2 separate regions of the Sus scrofa genome follow, and region 1 is linked to region 2. The links are chromatin contacts, called in public Hi-C maps. All regions are on one chromosome and are shown on one strand. Each heading gives the region's core, a stretch centred on a gene start, on an enhancer-like site or on the middle of the called end of the contact. The rest is flanking DNA. Distances are from core to core; before and after follow the strand shown. Region 1 has its middle 61 kb from the start of ACSL1. Region 2 holds the start of ACSL1 (acyl-CoA synthetase long-chain family member 1).

Evidence for each region. A called contact is a pair of places that touch in the nucleus more often than the background predicts.
Region 1: a contact with region 2 is called in a Hi-C map of liver, with 2.4 times the contacts expected there. The contact joins the enhancer-like site here to the promoter of ACSL1 in region 2. A contact is called at or near these places in 1 of 5 promoter capture datasets (liver), 5 of 47 Hi-C or Micro-C datasets (liver and skeletal muscle) and 1 of 2 datasets of contacts at active chromatin or transcription factors (alveolar macrophages).

The regions. Positions count from the first base shown.
Region 1 is chr15:45,992,454-45,995,657 of Sscrofa11.1, forward strand. No RefSeq gene overlaps it. Among named protein-coding and RNA genes, the nearest start is that of ACSL1, 61 kb to the left of the region's middle. Within about 2 kb of position 1,313, at least 4 of the 83 cell types and tissues checked have an H3K27ac peak or open chromatin away from gene starts, as enhancers often do. A contact at or near this core is called in liver, where this site is marked.
Region 2 is chr15:45,931,817-45,934,643 of Sscrofa11.1, forward strand. It overlaps ACSL1 (acyl-CoA synthetase long-chain family member 1), which reads right to left and starts at 1,296. Exons shown (of 21, transcript NM_001167629.2): 1 at 1,253-1,296.

The DNA of each region.
Region 1 (3,204 bases), core at 63-2,562, 61 kb after region 2:
ATTTGTGCAATAATGACTTTTCCTCGTGGGTATATTAGTTAGGGCATGTTTGTGTGCTGTAACACACAAACTCTCAAATGTTTAATAGAAATTTCTGGTAGGTGAGCAGCTCTCCTCCAGGCAGTGATTCAGGTTCTCAGGCTCTTTCCCATCTTTTAGCTCGGCCATTTCAACACCAGTTTCCATGTGGTATCAGCTACCTACTGATAGGACTTTAAAATGATTACAGCCATGGAGTTCCTGTTGTGGTTCAGTGAAGATGAGTCCAACTAGGAACCATGAGGTTGCGGATTTGATCCCTAGCCTCGATCATTGGGTTGGGGATCCAGCATTGCCATGAGCTGTGGTGTAGTTCCAGGATGTGGCGGGATCCCACATTGCTATGGCTGTGGTGTAGGCCAGAAGCTATGGCTCCGATTGGACCCCTACCTTGGGAGCCTCCACGTGCCTCAGGTGCAGCCCTAAAAAGCAAATAAAAATAAAAACGGGATTTCCCGTCGTGGCTCAGTGGTTAACGAATCCAACTAGGAACCACGAGGTGGCGGGTTCGATCCCTGGCCTTGCTCAGTGGGTTAAGGATCTGGCGTTGCCGTGAGCTAAGGTGTAGGTTGCAGATGCGGCTCGGATCCCTTGTTGCTGTGGCTGTGGCGTAGGCCGGTGGCTACAGGCTCTGATTAGACCCCTAGCCTGGGAATCTACATATGCCATGAGAGCGGCCCTAGAAAAGGCAAAAAGACAAAATAAATAAATAAATAAATAAATAGATAAATAAAATAAAAATTATTACAACCATAAAGAAGACTGCTTCACAGTCTTCTCCTTGTTGAACCAGTCATGGTGACTCTTCTGTCTGGGATTCTCTTTAACCATTAGGGCCTCCCGGCTGAGTGTCCCACCCAGTCTTTGTGACCTCACCACAGGGATTCTCTATGTGGATTTTCCATCCACTCTCCTCCTCCTCTCCATTTATTTTCCCTTTGCTCTGATTTCTTTCCTTCCTTTGAAAAATCTTATTGAAATATTCATTTTGGTACACCCAAAATTGTAAATGGAATAAGTAAAACCAAACCTAAAAATAAAAATGCTGCTGTGCCATCTCAAAGCCTTTCTAGTGAAGTACAAAATGCATGTGAAAATACAATACACTGCTACTGAATCCAGAGGGGAGAACACAGCAACTTTTGCCAGCTTTGGTGATTTTTTAACCCAAAGAACCAGCAGAAAAGCCAAGAAGGTGAGGTTCTCTTCCTAGACTGTGGTGACAGCACTCTGACCCATCTCCCGGCCCATGGATCCTGGGGTCAGAGACCTTGAACAGGTCTCCTTTTGTGGCCAGGCAAAGGGATCCAGTCTCACCAGCAGAACTGCTTTTAACACAAGCAACCAACAACAACAACCTTCCTTTCGTGGGGTGGGGTGGGACAGAGAGGAGATAATTAAGAAAACAGATTATACACAGAAAATTTTACACAATTTTTAAAGACTGGAATTTTTAAATTTTTAAATCATTTTTAAAGATTGTGTAATGATAGGAAAACATTTCACTGCAAATGTGTGCATAGCCACTCCTGTTAATCTTTAACAAGAGTCTGTCCTTTCTCTTACTTGGCACCAGGTTGGGCAGAGAATTCAGGGAACAGGTATTTTCTGAGGATTCTTTTCGGCTCTTCCATGGGCCCTGCCTGATCCCGACATAGACTACCACCCAAGGCCGAGTATAAGAAGATGACAGGAGTCTCTGGCCAGATGGACTGGTGCTGGACAGATCACATGAGAAAATAGATTATGTTACATACATCTACACATATATTCCACTTTTAAACACATATACAAAGTGCTTTTTTCTGATTCTGAAATGTATACTTAATAAAAAAAAACTCATGGAAAATTTAAGAGACAAAAATCATTCCTCACCATCTCCTGCGGCAAACTATACTTTCCTATATTTCTTTCCTGCTTTCACATATTATATATATTATATATTATATATATATATAAAATCATCTGTACATGTATATATCTATCTATATCTGTGTATGTATATATATATCACATAATTGGTTTCATATTATACATGTTATATTGGTTATCTTGTAGAATTTTTGTATTCAACATTGTAGCATTGTATTCAAATATTGGAAATCAGTGGCTGCATGTTTGGTTGGAGCCCTGTTTTGCCCTATCACACTGTCTCTAGGACCAGCACTCTAGTTGGAGCTAGAGGCCCCTCATTCCATATGGCTTCTAAACAGCAGGGAGCACATATCCTGATTTGCCCAGATGATCCCAGTTTATGCCAGTTATCCCTGTGTAATTAATAAGAGTTCCCTTCTCCACCCTTAAAAGTGTTTGCATTTGGACGATCAATGATATGGTCACCATCCTATACCCTGCCTGCCTTGCTCATCTAAGTTCCTGCCATGAAAGTGTTTGAGGTGACAGTGTATTTCTGTCTATTGTGGGGCTGTGGCCTCCAGGGCTGCAGAGATTAAGAGAAACAGCAGGACCTTTCTGGCTCTCCCAAAAACTGAACCCTAAGGAAAATAGCCCTTGTGGTGCATTAAGCTTTCCACCTTCCAAACACATACAGCATGTGATAGAAGCATTTCTCTTGAGGTTGGTGGAAATTGTCTTTAGATCTTATACTTTTATGTATATTACATGGATTTAGTCTATTTTTATTGCAATAACCCAAGAGTATAAACACAAATGTCTTGGAGTTCCCATCTTGGCTCAGCAGAAATGAATCTGACTAGGAACAATGAAGTTGCGGGTTTGATCCCTGGCCTCGCTCAGTGGGTCAAGGATCCAGTGTTGCCATAAGCTGGGATATAGGTCACAGACGTGGCTCAGATCTGATGTTGTTGTGGCTGTGGCTGTGACTGTGGCCAGCAGCTGTAGCTCTGATTTGACCCCTAGCCTAGGAACCGCCATATGACAGGGGTACGGCCCTAAAAAAACTATATATATATATATATAGTTATCTGTCTTTATTTGTGGTTTCCAAACACAGCATTATGCACAAAATGGATGCTCAATTAATATCACAAATTCACAGTCTTTAAGACTGACATTTAAAAAAAAAAACTTAGTAAAATTTGTGTCAATTCTGATATAGAAAAACTTCCTACTAGACAGAGCTAGAAGAAGGGACAGTTGAACTGGAAGGTTTAAAATGTATTTTGAAGGCAAACACTATAACAG
Region 2 (2,827 bases), core at 46-2,545:
GAAGGCTTTGATTGGCTTTTTGTTTAAGTGTTTAAGTAAATAACTGTTTACAGTGAGATAATCATAGATGAAATTTGTGTCAGAAACTGGAATTTAAGCAGTTTCTCTTGGTCTAAAGGAAGGGGAGTTCTCTTATAGTGCTTCGGGTTAAGGATCTGGGGTTGTCCCTGCAGCTGCTCCGGTCGTTGCTGTGGCACGGGTTCCATCCCTGGCCCAGGAGTTTCCACATGCCCCAGGTGGGGCCAAAAAATAAAACAAATAAAATAAAAAATAAATTTAGAAAATAAAAGGAAGCATATTAACAGTTGGGGCACTTATTCCTGCACTAACAAGAAGCTTAGAAGTCTGAACTTTAAAAGGCAAGGGCACTTTTATAATGGTCTTAATTAAGCTCCATAACCTTGGAAGTAGGTTGGGTGAGGAAGGGGTGTGCTATTCTAACGTACACACTGATTGGCGAGAGCATCCGTCTCTAGGTTCTCGTCCACGTGTTCGTTCAAGCCACCTACCAGCACTCTCCGTCTAGGCTGCAAGGTGATAGATAGCATCATTTTTGCTTCCTATTTTCAAAAAATGCCAGACTCCTCAAATGACTCACTCCATCACAGCTCTGCGCAGCGGCACGGGCACTACTGTGGAGGCACCGCGAGAATTTCCACATGTGGCAACCCGCTTCCGATGCTGCCTTTGACCCTCCCGCAAGCGCCGCGCGCAGGAGCCACCATCGCGCGGAGGCTGGGTCACAGCCTGCACCGATGCGTCCACGCGCGATCGGAGCGCGCCTCAAACCCCGCCCAGGGGCAGGAGGGAGGTCGGACCGAGAGAGCACCGTCACCGCGCCGCGGGATCATCCCTCGCATCTGCAGCCCCGGGTCCCGCTTCTCGCCAGGCCGGTCCTCGCCGTCATAAAAATAAGGATCCAGTCCCGCGGCCCGCGTCACCCACACGCCGCGGTGCACCAGCCCGGCGCCGTCCGCAGGGAGCCGAGGGCCGATATCCCCGGCTCCGGCACAGGAAGCGGCGGCGGCTCGGGCGGCCCGGAGGCCTCAGTTGCAGCGGGAACCCAGGGGGCCGCAGGGCAGAGGCCGGAAAAGCGGCACGTCCCGGCTAGCCGAGGGCCGGCTCGCGCGCCTCTGCTGAGGCCGCCGCCTCCCAGGCTCCTGCCGGCGGAGCAGCATCAGCCTCGCGGCTCCGCTAAGACCTCGGGGCCACAGCGTGCACGGACACGGTTCCTCGCGGCAGGAGCACTCACCTCCTCCGCAGGCCAGGCGGTTCGCCGCCGGCTGTCACCGCAGCCCACTGCCTGCCCTGCACTGGCTCCGAATGCTATTTAAGGGCGCCGCCGTCGCCGCCGTGAGCTGGCTGTGCCCCAGCCCCTACCGCTGTGGAGACAGGCTGCTGCCGGTGCGCGTGCCGCGCCCGCCCTGCCCGGTTCTCAGGCCCCGCCCCATCACAGAACACGCCCCCACATCAGGTCCCGCCCACCCGCCGCGCGCCGGCCTTCCCGTCAGGTCGCGCGCGTGCCGGCCGGGCAGCAGGTGGGGGAGTTCCGGGAAGCGTTGGGGAAACGCCTCTGAAGTAGCCCTAACTGTCCCGGGATTTCATAACGAATCCGAGGGGGGCAAAGAGCAAATTGTGGCGGTTCAGCCCAGAAGTCTGCGGTGCAGTTGGAGGCCGGGAGACGCCCTTTCGTGTCTTCCTTCCGCAACCGCGTGCCCCGCTGATTTGGCGGGCGGGGGCTTTCTTTTCCTATTTTATTTGGCAACGATGTGCAGGACTCCTTTTAACCCGGTTTCACCACTGCTCCCACGTGGGGTTTTGCCACAGACCTGGCTGGGAAGGCCCCAGTCTGTACTTCTGCAGCTGCCTGGACATGAAGCAACCGAAGAGATCACCCCGGGTATAGCTGGGGCCGCGCACTGGTTCCACGTCACTAATGGCAGTGTTCACCTGCCAAGTTCTTGGGGCCTGTCTGCTGCTCAGCCCTGGCGGTGCGGTTTTGAGGGCTACTGTCTGCATCCATGCGATGCCCATTAGGGGCCTTTCAGAGGCCAGCTTTTTTCAGGCTCCTAGCCCAAATGTTATTGTTCCTCTTAGCCCCCTGAGGTCTGCTGGTACCTTAACCTCTAATAACCGAGGTCCTGGTTACAGTGGTACTTGTGTCCAGCACTGCATGGCCGGCTCTTATCTGGAACTGCTTTGAGTTTGAGGCATGAGAAGAATTATTTTTATAATGCCTCTAATAATGACAGCCTTTACTGAAACATTTCACAATTATCCTATTGAATCTTCATCATAACCTTATGAGATGGGTGCTGTCATTAGTCCCTTTTTACAGATGAGGACACAGAGGTACGGGGAGGTCGAAAGCTAGTGAGGGCAGAAGTACACTGGGCCTCAGGCAATCTGCCTCCAGAGCAGTCCGTAATAGGCGAATGTACTTGTACTGACTTTGGTGTGAGCTTGTGCTCACTCAGGCCTCATACTCAACCTTAACTATGTGACAATACTCAGGCTGACTGTATGACAGTAGCCTAAGGACTGTCACTGGGCTTCTCTCACAGTCCCAGAACATCTGAACAGTGGCCACAGTAATTGTTTCCTCCCACAGCGTTTTCAGCGCTGTGCTACAGTGATGGTGGGGGCACTCCGCATTCTGATGGCCTCTGTAACAGGTCACTTCTCCTTGAGCTCCTTCTCCATCTAGGTCTTTTTTTTTTTTTTTTTTTTGCTTTTTAAGGCCATATCTGCAGCACATGGAGGTTCCCAGGCTAGGGGTCTAATTGGAGCTGTAGCTGCCGGCCTATACCAGAGCCACAGCAACACA